Regions from separate parts of the Mus musculus genome. Here all the other regions are linked to region 1. Evidence: chromatin contacts called from public HiChIP or PLAC-seq data. All regions are on one chromosome and are shown on one strand. The core of a region is the stretch at or near the end of the contact, and the rest is flanking DNA. Distances in the headings are between cores, read along the strand shown. Region 1 has its middle 42 kb from the start of 4930474N09Rik. Region 2 has its middle 11 kb from the start of Psmc1. Region 3 holds the start of Efcab11 (EF-hand calcium binding domain 11).

Evidence for each region. HiChIP or PLAC-seq counts read pairs in DNA pulled down with a chosen protein or histone mark.
Region 2: an H3K27ac HiChIP or PLAC-seq map of large pre-B cells shows a contact between it and region 1, with 6 times the contacts expected there. The contact joins two enhancer-like sites. A contact is called at or near these places in 4 of 115 datasets of contacts at active chromatin or transcription factors (embryonic limb bud, large pre-B cells, microglia and 1 more) and 1 of 9 other capture datasets (embryonic stem cells).
Region 3: a contact with region 1 is called in an H3K27ac HiChIP or PLAC-seq map of large pre-B cells, with 8 times the contacts expected there. The contact joins the promoter of Efcab11 here to the enhancer-like site in region 1. A contact is called at or near these places in 1 of 39 promoter capture datasets (neutrophils), 1 of 484 Hi-C or Micro-C datasets (bone marrow-derived macrophages), 13 of 115 datasets of contacts at active chromatin or transcription factors (the NIH/3T3 cell line, bone marrow-derived macrophages, embryonic basal ganglia and 9 more) and 3 of 9 other capture datasets (adipose tissue, embryonic stem cells and macrophages).

Annotation. Positions count from the first base shown.
Region 1 is chr12:99,118,365-99,122,352 of GRCm38.p6, forward strand. No RefSeq gene overlaps it. Among named protein-coding and RNA genes, the nearest start is that of 4930474N09Rik, 42 kb to the right of the region's middle. Within about 2 kb of position 1,732, at least 8 of the 459 cell types and tissues checked have an H3K27ac peak or open chromatin away from gene starts, as enhancers often do.
Region 2 is chr12:100,096,869-100,100,856 of GRCm38.p6, forward strand. No RefSeq gene overlaps it. Among named protein-coding and RNA genes, the nearest start is that of Psmc1, 11 kb to the right of the region's middle. Within about 2 kb of position 2,358, at least 33 of the 459 cell types and tissues checked have an H3K27ac peak or open chromatin away from gene starts, as enhancers often do.
Region 3 is chr12:99,881,121-99,885,108 of GRCm38.p6, forward strand. Efcab11 (EF-hand calcium binding domain 11) reads right to left here and starts at 2,322. Exons shown (of 6, transcript NM_030172.2): 1 at 2,162-2,322; 2 at 1,642-1,737. The coding sequence starts at 2,236. Tdp1 (tyrosyl-DNA phosphodiesterase 1) reads left to right here and starts at 3,398. Exons shown (of 16, transcript NM_028354.5): 1 at 3,398-3,432.

The DNA.
Region 1 (3,988 bases), core at 482-2,981:
AAATAATATCAGAAATAAGCAGGATACAAGACGATTGGCTTCCCTTTAGGATCATAGCTCTCCTTTACTCTCGCACTAATTGATGAGATGCCTATTAGCAACAATCAGACTAGCAATGGAAAGTATTTTTAAATACCTAATGGTAGCAAATGAATATGCGTAAGATTTTTCCAGGGAAGATTATCACTTGCTCAGGAGGAGTGAACAAATAGAGGGCGCTCTAAGGTCTGCTTTTGGATTCAAATTCGTCACAGTATCTGGTTCTCTCCCACCAAGCTGCCAGTGTTTAAATCAATTGTTATGGAATTTCAAAAGCTGATCCATCTGGCAAAATAAATGCACAAGACAACCCAGTTTTTTAAGAAACCCTACCAGACACCTAAACCTATAGGAAAGTATACAAAAGGTAGAATATTGTTGGAGAAATGATGGCTCTGGAGGGTGAGGTGGAGTCTAGAACTCAGGATATGACAAGGACGGTGTTTAACGTGAGTAGAGGAAGGCTGTTGGTGAACACACATTACACAACCGTTTTCCTAGGCTCCGGGAGAGCTAATGTTAACTGTCGACTTGACAAACTCTGGAGTCACCTGGGAGACTATGGGGGAGGATGCTGATGCAGAGAGAGCCATCTTAGTTGTGGGTGGAACCATCCCTGGGCAGGGGATTCTGAACTGTGTAAAATGGCGCCGGCAAGCAGATAGCAGAGACAATTTCCCAGACAAGATGGATTATGTCTTGAACTGTGAGCTAAAATAAACCCTCCCTCCCTCAAGTTGCTTTGATCAGAATATGACGTTACTGTAGAAACAGGAAAAGAGGCTAAGATTGATTACATGTTTTTAAAACTTGGGAAGTTGATTATCTATTTGAGGAAAATACACATTACCCATACTCCAGGCAAAGACCTAAGACTTTAAAAAGTATCAAATAAAAACAGAAAATAATTACAGTAGAATAGTTGTTTGCTTTTTTAAGTGACAGGGATGGCTTTCCTAAGCATAAAATTGAAGCACACTAAAGGTCAACCATTTATCTACATAAAATATAAAATGTGCATGCTACAGAGGCTGCTCCAAACAACGCAAAAGAAAAGGTAGAGACAAATAAAATTGTAAAATTTTGCAGTAGTTTGGAAATATATAAACTGGCAACTTTATTAAAGTCTATAAGTCGGTAGAAAAAACACATCCCAGTGAACTGAGAAGTCACAAAAGGAAAAAAATATAGGCTCAGCCAAGAAACTCCGGTCTTGTAAGTGCTTAAGAAAATATACATATACACACCACATACACAAGGGAGAGAGGGAAAGAGAGAGGTAAGGAGGGGTAGAAGGAGAGGGAGAGGGAGGGAGGGGGAGGGAGAGGAAGGAAGGAGCAAAAGGGGAGGTGGGGCATGCTGAGTCAATGCTCTGACTCCCGTAGAATAGAAGCAATGAGAGTCCATTTCCAGCTTTGTCCTCAAACAGAGGTCCTTTTCTCAAAGGACAAAAGCAAATGTTCCGACTCAGTGGCTGCCTGCGGCCGCCCTAGCTTGCCTTTTTAGGTGGTCATGAGACAGATCTTCTATCCTGTTGATCCTCAGAATTCCCTGAACTTCAGAGTTCCCTGCATCTGGGAAAAACAGACTTTCTGGTTCTACCTAAGAGCTCGTGACTTCCCAAGACTGAGTTGGGGCAGGACTCGGTTTCTAAGAAGTTTCCGGATGATACTTATTACGGGTACCTCAGGCCAGACTGAGCCCGCCTACCCACCAACATCAGAGTACTTGTGCTCCTTCTGGGCAAAAGGTCAGGACAGCATAAACTGGGAGGAAAGGCCAGCCATCCTGAAACAGGTAAGGATCACAACAAAGAGACAGACCGCAAGCACTGAGCCTTTAACCCATGGCCCCGTAGCCCCGTGGCCCACTAAAAACATGCTTGGACATTAAAACGCCAGATTATGCCACAAGGCCAAGATGTGTATAGACCAAGAGCCCCTTATTACTGTGGCTTGTGGGGTTTGACATGGCTGAACAAATGCCAAACAAAAACCAGCAGGGAAGGGGGAATTGATACCCAAAAGAGCCTAAATACGCCTCCATGCCTCCCTTGTTCTTAGCAGACTTTAGAAAATCAATTTTGGAGGACACATGGCTGAGCAGCACAATCTTAGCTTTCTACCAGCTTCCTGAAACAAACACCTCTGATGTGTGAGCTCTGATAACTGGTGTCTGGATTCCTTTGCGAAAAGTTGAAGACGGCTATCGGTACCAATGAAGATTCATTCTGAGAGCCCACAGCTACTGCGGGAGCACTGATGGGGAGAAAGGCTTGCCTTCTTTATCTTTACTGTGCCTTCCTTGACTCCCTCTGCCTTTGGATCACTCTGTTCATCTCTGTGAGTAGACACGTGAGCCATTTAAAATATTTTGTTCAGGTTGGGGGGTAGCTCAGCTGGTGAAGCTTGTCATGTGGGCAGGAGAACCTAATCTCCAGGGCCCATGGTAAAGCCAGATGTTGCAGCATGTGCCTGCCACTTTTAGTTCCGGGGGAGGCAGCAGCAAGAAGATTCTGAGAACTTGCAGGACAGCAGTCTTAACAAACGGGTAAGCGCCAGGTTTGGGGACAGATACTATCTCAAAATATAAGGTGGAGAGCAACTGAAGACATCTGATGTCTACCACTGGCCTGTACACACACGTATGCATGTATGTGCACCTGCACATGTGCGTACACACACACACACACATGCATACACAAACACATCAAAACAATAAAAAAAAAGACAAATGTGTGTTTTATCCAAGACTATAATAACCACATTCATGACTAATGGCCAATTACCAAATGCTAGCCCACCCCGGCAATCAGTGAGCGCCTGCTGCTCCCTTCGCTAAGCCAGCTGGGATTCAGGCATGTGTCCCGACAGCCCATTGTATGCAATATCAAATACAAGACTTTGTGCAGACTGGGCAAGTACTCCACCAACTGAGCTACATCCTGACCCAATGTTAGCTTTCCAGGCTCTTAAGCAAAAAACAAAACAAAACAACCAGATTATTTACTTCTATTTTGTGAATCTGAATGTTTTGCCTACGGGTGGTTAAGTGAAGTATGTATGTACCCGGTGACCATGGAGATCAGAAGAGGGCTCGTGATGCCCTGGAACTGGAGTTGATGATGATTATAATCATCCATACGATGCTGGGAACTGAGCCTGGGTTCTCTACAAGAGCATCAAGGCCTCTCAAACCTCCAGCCATCTCTCTGCCCCCTACTTTTAATTCACACACCAATAAGAACTGTGCCCAAGGGAGGCATTTATTAATATTCCTTTACTTGAAAATCATAATAAAAAAGTGGAGAGAAGCCTAAATGGTTGTTGTTCTTGAAGAGGACCCAGGTTCGGTTCCCAGCAACCACATAACTGCTCACAACCATCTATAGCTCCAATCCCAGAGCATCTGCATCTACACTCTCTTCTGGCCTCCGCGGGTACCAGACAAACATGCTGGTGCACAGACAGACATATGTGCAGGCGAACACTCACATACATAAAATAAAAAGCAGAAAATGGAAGACTTTTTAATAACAGTAAAAGTGTTAAAAATTCAAGCCAAGTGGCAGCCATCTTTTTCAGCTGTACAGTGTAATTCTACATAGGTAGAGACACCAACAAAAGTGGCTTAAGTCCATTTTTCCCATTATATAGAAATTTTAAAGGTAACCTGGCCCCATCTCTTTCCCCTCAAAGTTCTTCTCTTCCTTCTGAGGGTGGGGGTGGGGGTGGGTGAATGTTCTGACACCTGCAGGAATAGATCAGTTCTGTACTACTACATTAGCTCATCACTGCGTTGTTCCCAAGAGGAGAGAGTCTCAAGCCAGGCAAATAAACCATTTCCTGGGGAAATGTATTGAGGATGCTACTGGGAAGTGGGGCAGGTGAGAGAGAGGTATGGTGTGTTCTGAGAAGGAATTGTCTCCTAGTTCCCACAAATGTATTCG
Region 2 (3,988 bases), core at 1,108-3,607, 980 kb after region 1:
TTCTTTTTACAAAGCGACTCACCGGGGTGTTGTTACAGCAGCAGAGGGCTAGCATCTTGGAGAAGGAGCGAGGGAGTGAGACAGGACAGAGCGATGTTACACTCTCCTGGAACCCAGAAACATTCCCAAGTCATGTCTGCTGAGGCTGGTGGGTACTCACAAGGCGTGGCTCACATTCCTTCTTCCTTCAGATGGGACCAGCAGGCGACTGCAGATGTGTGAGGTTGGCTGAGTCACTAGAATGGCAGAGATGATGGCTTGGCCTGCCCCGTCAGTTACAGCTGGGGACATTGTCCTACATCCTTCCACACTCTGTACATGTAAACTCACCCGAGTCCAAGGAGGGAGGTAGAGTCACAGAAGTCCAGAGCGTTTAATTAGCTTCTCTGTGCTCACACTCTTTCTCTGATGGCATAATAGGGAATCTGATGCAGTAATACCCCCCCCCAAACTTAGGAGTTCTTTAACTTTTTCTGCCTCATCTAGTAGGTGGTAGGGAAGAGTTTAAACAAAGAACATCTGGGCACATCTGCAAACAGCCTTCCTTCACTCTCAGCCTTTGTGATAGGAACCAAGAAGATACGCCCATGCTCAGGTGCTTGTGTTCAACCAGTGACGGGTCTCCAACCATTCCACTTACTAAGGAGCCAACAAGTATTAGGGTGTCCTGCATGCCAGATACTGAGATGTACTTTGCCTTCATTTGATGTTCAAAGCAACCTCACTTGTTTCTTTTTGCGACAAGAGTCCCACTGCACAGATCAGACTGGTCCAGACCTCATCTTCTTCCCTTGGCCTCCTCAATGTTGGTATAACAACTTGTGCCACCATACTAGGCTCAAAGTAACCTCCAATCATATTCTTAGTCCCATTTTACAGATGAAAAATCAGACCCAGAGAGTTCCAAGGGTCTCCCAGTCATTAGATGCCACTCATGTGACCATTGTTTCAAGTCCCTTTGGATGCTCGAGGGGACAGCTGTCCTGGGTCTCCCTGGATTTGTGGATCCAGGTGACCGTAGCATCATTTGCAGACCTGGATATTGATGGAAGAGTCCTTAGACATTTGGGACAGTTTGCTCTTTTTTTTTTGCTACATCACAAACAGCTCCAAACCTCAAAGGCAACCACCATGTGCACTGAAAAGCTCAAGGGCTGGAAGCTGCTGGTGGCAACTGCACCAGACTGGACCCAGCCGGAGGAAGGTGGGGCCATAGAAACCACGTGGCTATAGGATGGGTGCGGGAAGAATGAAAATCCAGGTTCATTCCTCTCCTCTTCCCTGGACCAGGCAGCAATGGGTGACATTGACAAGTCACAGTTCCTGGGACATCACAGTGGTTGGCTTCCTCTTCCCCCCACCCCACCAGGATGAACTATTATCGCCTTTGACAAACACACAGCAGTGGGTGTAAGAAAAATATTAGCTGTGTTTTTCTTTATTTCATTGCTTCTGGTGATGCTGGTAATGATAATGTAATTTGCAGTTGTCTGGGTCTTGGAAGAGAACAAGATGTTCATTATCTCGCTGATCTCCACATCAACCTAGGGAGGTACGCAGAGCAGGGAGAGCAGCATCGACGACGACGACGACATATAATTAATTACCTCAATGTAATAATAGAGCCAGCGCCACTTCAGCTCCTGCTCGGCTCCCACACTGACTAACACAACTGGCTCACTGAGCGTCCAGTCATCTCTCAGTGATGAGATAAAAGAGTGAGATCAGAGCTTGCTTGAGAATCCCAAGGGCCCCGTTTCCTTGCTGAGTGACCTGGGCAACTTACATATGCTCTTTGGTTTGTTTCATAAAACTTCTGCTACAAACCATCCCCCTCCCCCCCACCCCACCCCCCACCCCCACCCCCCGTCGGGGTGGCTTACAATAGTCTGCCTCAGTTTGGGAAACAGAAGTCTTCCTTAAAAACGCCCATCACGTAGGGATAAAGGATCGGTCTTCCCGGTGATAACTCCATATTAACCCACCCAGCTGAACGAATAAAGTCTAATATGACCCTGTTTCCAAATGAGATCACATTCTGACATTTATTCATTTGGGGGGATGGGGGAGACCATATGTTTATATAGCTGGATGGGTGGTGCATGTGAGGGTCTGTGCACACATGCACACACACACACACAGACATACACAGACACACACACAGACACACACACACACACACACACACACACACACACATGCCCATAATGTGAGAATCAAAGTCCTGGCTGGGTCTCCTCCTCTATCACTATCCACCTTAATTTTGAGACAGGATCTCTCAGCCCCATGATCCTGCCTACCAGCCCCACTCCCACCCAACCCCAGAACAGGGATCACAGGTGTGTGCTGCCATGCGTGGTACTTCTTTATGTGGGTTCTGGGGCATGGAAATGTGGACTTCCTGCCTATGTATCCAGCAGTCTAGTGACTGAGCCGCTTCCCTCTTCGCTGTGAGGAGACATCTTCCCACCCAGTGCACTCTCTGAGGCTTGCTTTTCTTCTTTTCTGTGATGCCACAGCTTGGCTCTCTATGACATCATTGTTATGTGCAGTAGAACAGGAAAGCACAGCATAGAGCCTGGCCAGCTTGGACCCACTTATCAAATAGAAGCTATTGTTGTCACCTTCAGCACTGTCACCCCTACTTGGTATTTGGGACCCCAGAGGTGGCACCAGCTATCTGCCCCTGAATGTCAGGGCTAGGTCTTCTAACTCTCGAACCAGACTACTGTGCACACAATAAATGCTCAATAAATGTGTTGTGACAACCAGATGAGCCCCAGAGATACATATCTACCCTCAGAGTCCTAGAATCACTCCCTAAGCCCCATGGAGGCTCAATCTTCCCTCCTGTGAGTCTAGGTCCTGCCATGGCTCCAAGTGACTAAAAGTCATTTTAAGACCTGGATACAAAGAAAGGAATCCTTGGAAATTTGTTGCAATGTTGAGATTGAACTTGGAGCCTCATACATATTAGACAAGTATTCTATCACTGAGCTATAGCACTTCTGTCTGTTTTGCTATAATAACACTGCATGTAGTACCACTGCAGGAGTACCACTGCATACAGTACTACTGCACATAGTACCACTGCATGTAGAACCACTGCATATAGTAGCACTGCACATAGTACCAGTGAATGTAGTACCACTGCATATACCAGTGCATGTAATACCACTGTATGTAGTACCACTGTATGTAGTACCACTGTATGTAGTACCAGTGCATGTAGTTCCACTGCATGTAGTATCACTGCAGGAGTACCACTGCATGTATTGCCACTGCACATAGTGCCACTGCATGGAGTTCCACTGCAGGAGTACCACTGCATACAGTACCACTGCACATAGTGCCACTGCATGTAGTACCACTGCATATAGTACCAGTGCATATATTGCCACTGCATGGAGTACCACTGCATACAGTACCAGTGCATGTAGTACCAGTGCATACAGTACCACTGCATACAGTACCACTAAATAGAGTACCAAGCCTCAAGCCTCAAAGGCAACAAGAGCAATAAGCTGATGAGGCTGTGGCTGAGAAAGGGCTGAGGCAGATCAGGCTCAGCTGAAGATAAGCTTTTTCTCTCCTTTGGCAGACCCAGACCTCATCAACACCAGTGCTCTGCCTGGGGGAGGGCCCAAAGACACGCCCGAATATAGGCCTCTACTCTGCATACACCAGCAGCATTCCATAGATGGCTCCATCCCTGCTGGCTGGAATCTGTGACGCAGCTGGTGTCTCAGCTGTTAAAATGCCACAGGGACTTGCTGCTTGCTGAGGTTCCCCCAGGGAGATTAATCTGTCAAGAAGGCTTTGCCAAGACAGCCAAAGTGGCACGTTTTGACATTTGGGGAACATTCCTGTTTACACATCACACCTAATCCTACCTCCGCAAGGACTTCCCTGGACACACAGCTGATGTCTTCTGGGGATTGGAGAGCGCCTGTAGGGACACAGAGAAATATGCTGGTGGGTAGCTCTG
Region 3 (3,988 bases), core at 1,072-3,571, 760 kb after region 1:
GAGGAGTTTGGGGGAATTCCAAGCAGACTTGAGTGCTACTTCTGCTTGATGGTTGTGGTTTACTCTTTTGTATTTGGACAGTGCCTTGACTCTGATTAGTTCCAGTCCGGCAGCTTAACAAGAATGGATCTGTCTCTAAACTGCTTATAACAGGCAAGCAGAACAGCACAGAGACAGGGGTAAATAGGAAACTATCATACTAAAATAGAAGGTTCACTGGGGCTCAGCTGTGGTCTAATTACTGAGGAGGTGTGCAGCCTTTTCGGGAAACTAACAGCCAGAGTATTTCAAGTCCACCCTCCACAGGGTGTACTTGTGGAACTCAGGGAACGTGTGGAAGAAACAGGGTGGAAAGAGTAAGAATCAGAGGAAGTGGGGGTAGTGACACGCAGTGCTGGCTTCTGAGCACCATATGGTTTCTGCACCATTGAATTCACAACAGCTGTGATTACCTGTACAAGACTTGGCCTGTCAAAACCCTGCCAAGGAAGGCAGAGGGGCTATAAGGTGCCCACCTTCTGTAAACCACCCTAAGGAAGCTCACTGGGCCACAATCTGCCTGCCTGCCTGCCTGCCTGCCTGCCTGCCTGCCTGCCTGCCTGCCTGCCTGCCTGCCTGCCTGCCTATCTATCTATCTATCTATCTATCTACCTACCTACCTACCTACCTACCTCTCTAAAAAAAGAAAAAAAGAAAGATAATTAAAGTCAAATGTGTACATCCTTAGACTTAGCAATTATATTTCCAAGAATTTTGGTATCTTCATTTCTTTGTCATTGTTCTAAAATGTTGTCTCATTGTGTAGTCCAAATTGACCTTGAATTCCTGATCTATCAAATGCTCCCAAGTACAGCAATTACATATCCATGATTTATTCACACTCACATACACACCCAGAGGCACATGTGCGCATGTATTCCACAAAAGGCATGATCTATGGGTGTATGTAGATGTAACATGATGATCACTGAGACAATGCTTGCAGGTTAATCCAAACAACAACAAAGGGTAAACTGGCTAAAGAGAATATTGTACAACTGTATTTTAAGATGGTAATGTGGTTTGCTTTGGGTTTGTTGCTAAGTGGAAAATGGATGTTAAGATAAAACAGTGTGGAACTTCTGTAGAAGATTGTGCCTATACCTGTATGTAGAACAATACAGAAGAAACTGGTTAACCCCTGATAAGTGGGACCCCAGTCTAGCGTAAAGAGAAGGGATCTTGTGGACTGTATGAACATATTACTTTTACCAATTAAATAAAGCCACCCAGAAACTTTACTATACGTATCAGCTAGCCGGTGGATTCTTCCTCTTACAAGACCACCTTCCCCTCCCAGACTCCCACTCTCTACCACCCTATATTTCTTATAAATACTCGTGGAGATGTTTGTTGCCTCTACTGGCATAGATACCTAGTTTGCACCTGTTTGGGCCTTTAAAGGGGGGAGGGGTTTGCGGGGAATTAGGTGGTGGAGGCATTTTAGGCTTATAAATCAGAGATTTGCTCTACAGGTATCAGAAAGTATTCCTGGCCAGTTTTCTTAGGATTCATTTCTACAGCATTATCCGCCCCATCTAAAGAAGGGAGAAGAGGAAGGGAGAGAGAAGGAGACGAGGGGAAGAGAGGAAACGTTCTAACCTTGGAGGGTTTGTACCCAAACAGCATTACAATCGCAACCTTAAAGTCCTCTCGGCTTAGGTAGCCTTTGTTGTCTTCATCGCATGCTTTAAATACCTAAGGAATATTAAACATCTACAGTTAGTAAGCCAGAAACCAGAAACACAGACATCTTAAACTCAACCTGGTTGTGGAGCTTTCAAAATGCAGTTTCAGTACTCTAGTTTTAATTCTCAAGCAATATAACCGCCGAGTTAAAGATTTCCCTCTGTCCCCTCTCCCCAAAGTTTAAGGAACTTGACCAAGTTTAAGGGGCTGACAAATCCATTCCTCTAAACCGCTGGAATAAACTGTACTCGAAAGCTCAGTCCTGGGATTGGGAAGGTGATGGGACGGATAGGAGGTCGAGGTGATTATCCGTGGACAGTGTGGTGGGCGGGGAAGTGATCAGAGTCCTGCAGCAATGCCAGAACCAAGAGGGGTGACAGAAGTGGCCCTGGTCAGGCTTAAGTCTGAACTCGGGTCGCGCTCCCACACCTACTTTCACCCATTTCCTGCGTTCTGAGGCGCTGGCTTCGCCTGCTCGGGGCCTTGCGCCTGCCTCTGACAAGAACATCGCCACCGACACGGAGACCAAGCCAGGCGTCTCCTCCGCTGCAGCGAGAACACAGACCAGCCACTGCGGCCTCGCCCACCACCGCTGGGACTCAACTTCGCCGCGCAACTCCAACGTCTCCTCCCATTGGTCAGTCTCCGAGCCACTGGCGTTGATTTCGTACTGTCATTGGTTAAAGGCGCTGTTTAACGATGGGGCGGGGCCTCAAGGCCCGCTCCCAGACCTTGGCCCCGCCCCTACTCGATTTTTCTTGTCTTAAGGGAGGTCTGGTACCTCTGGGCTCTCTTAACTCGTTTTGATTGCTTTCAGGCTCTCTCCCAAATTTACAATAAACTCTTTTTGATTATTCTGACCCGTGTCATTGCTAGATTTGGCAGGAGACACACGAAGAATGTGAAAAAAAAAGCACACAAACACAAATAATGAGTGAACACCAAGATTCATTTTTAAACTGCAAGTCTTTGGACGGCCTTCGCAGAGCAGCTACTATGTTTATTTTCGCCCTCTTGGTAACCCTGGCACGTAACACTGTGTCTAGGACAATTAAACGGAATGTCCCGTTTTTTTGAATGTTTACACAGAATTGATTATTCAACCCCCCGGAAGGCGATGCCTGACGTGAGGCTGACTTAAGGAACAGCACAAGAATCCCATACCAGACATCTTTATAGAAGATGAGGAATACCCTCTACCCTTCTGGCAAATCAGTGAGATTGACAAGAACATGACCGTTTCAAAGGAGAAACCTTCAAAGGAGGTTCTGAGTCTGATGGGAGCTCATTTAACTTTTTATCTAGCAGTCGATTTTAAAGTCTGAAGCAGCTGTCTTTTTCTACCGCTCACCCATCTCCCAGAGCACGCCGCTGTCTTAGCCTTGAGAGCCTGAAGCTGCCTAAAAGCATCCCCAGAATGGAGTCGTTGTTTGCAAATTAACCTCGAGAGAGAAGCTACCACAGCTTTCTGTTTCTCTCTTCTTTCAACAGGAAACTAGCAGAGAGTGAGGCGTTCATTCGGCTCTTTTCTGGTCCTCTTGGTCTCAGGCAAATGAGGCTGTCTTTAGGACCCAGTGGGGGGCTTCCGGAAGGGGAAGCGGCTGGCTAGCTAGGCGGCGGCGCCGGCGAGTTTGAACTGCGCGCATGCGCGGGCGCGCCGCGGGGCGGAGTCTCGGCGGCGGCGGCGGCGGCCTGGCGGGTCAGGTAGGTGTCTGCCGCTGCGGGCGCCGGCTCGGGGCGGGCTCTGGCGGCAGCGGCGGCGGTAACTCTGCGCCCGCCCTCCTCATGGCGGCGCGATGGCCGCTGCCATCAGATGTGGTAGTGGAAGGCCAGCAGGGCTCGGTGAGGACCGCGAGGAGAGCGGCGAGGCCGGGGTCCTTGGGCAGGGTTCCTCCGCTCTGAGTCCCGGGAGCCCCGGACCCTGCGCTCCTAACCCTTGGGACGCGCTGCAGAGCCGCTGGCCTTCGCTCCCTCCGTGGACCACGCTCCACACCAGGGACACCGCCGTGATATTGGGCTGTCTTGAGGTTGAAATGAGTCTGTACGCTTGGAATTGTGTCTGGGCAGAGCTGAGCGCTCGGGGAACGTTGGCAGCTTTACGATTTGCTTACTGTACCCCCAAATTACTGCTCCTTGACCATCGTCAGCACCCCACAGCCCAGCTCCTGCAGAAGCGTCCTTATCGCCACGTGTGCACAAAGTTGTGTTACATATGATCATTTTAAAAGACTAGACGGGCCAAGGCACTCTCACTGGGAGT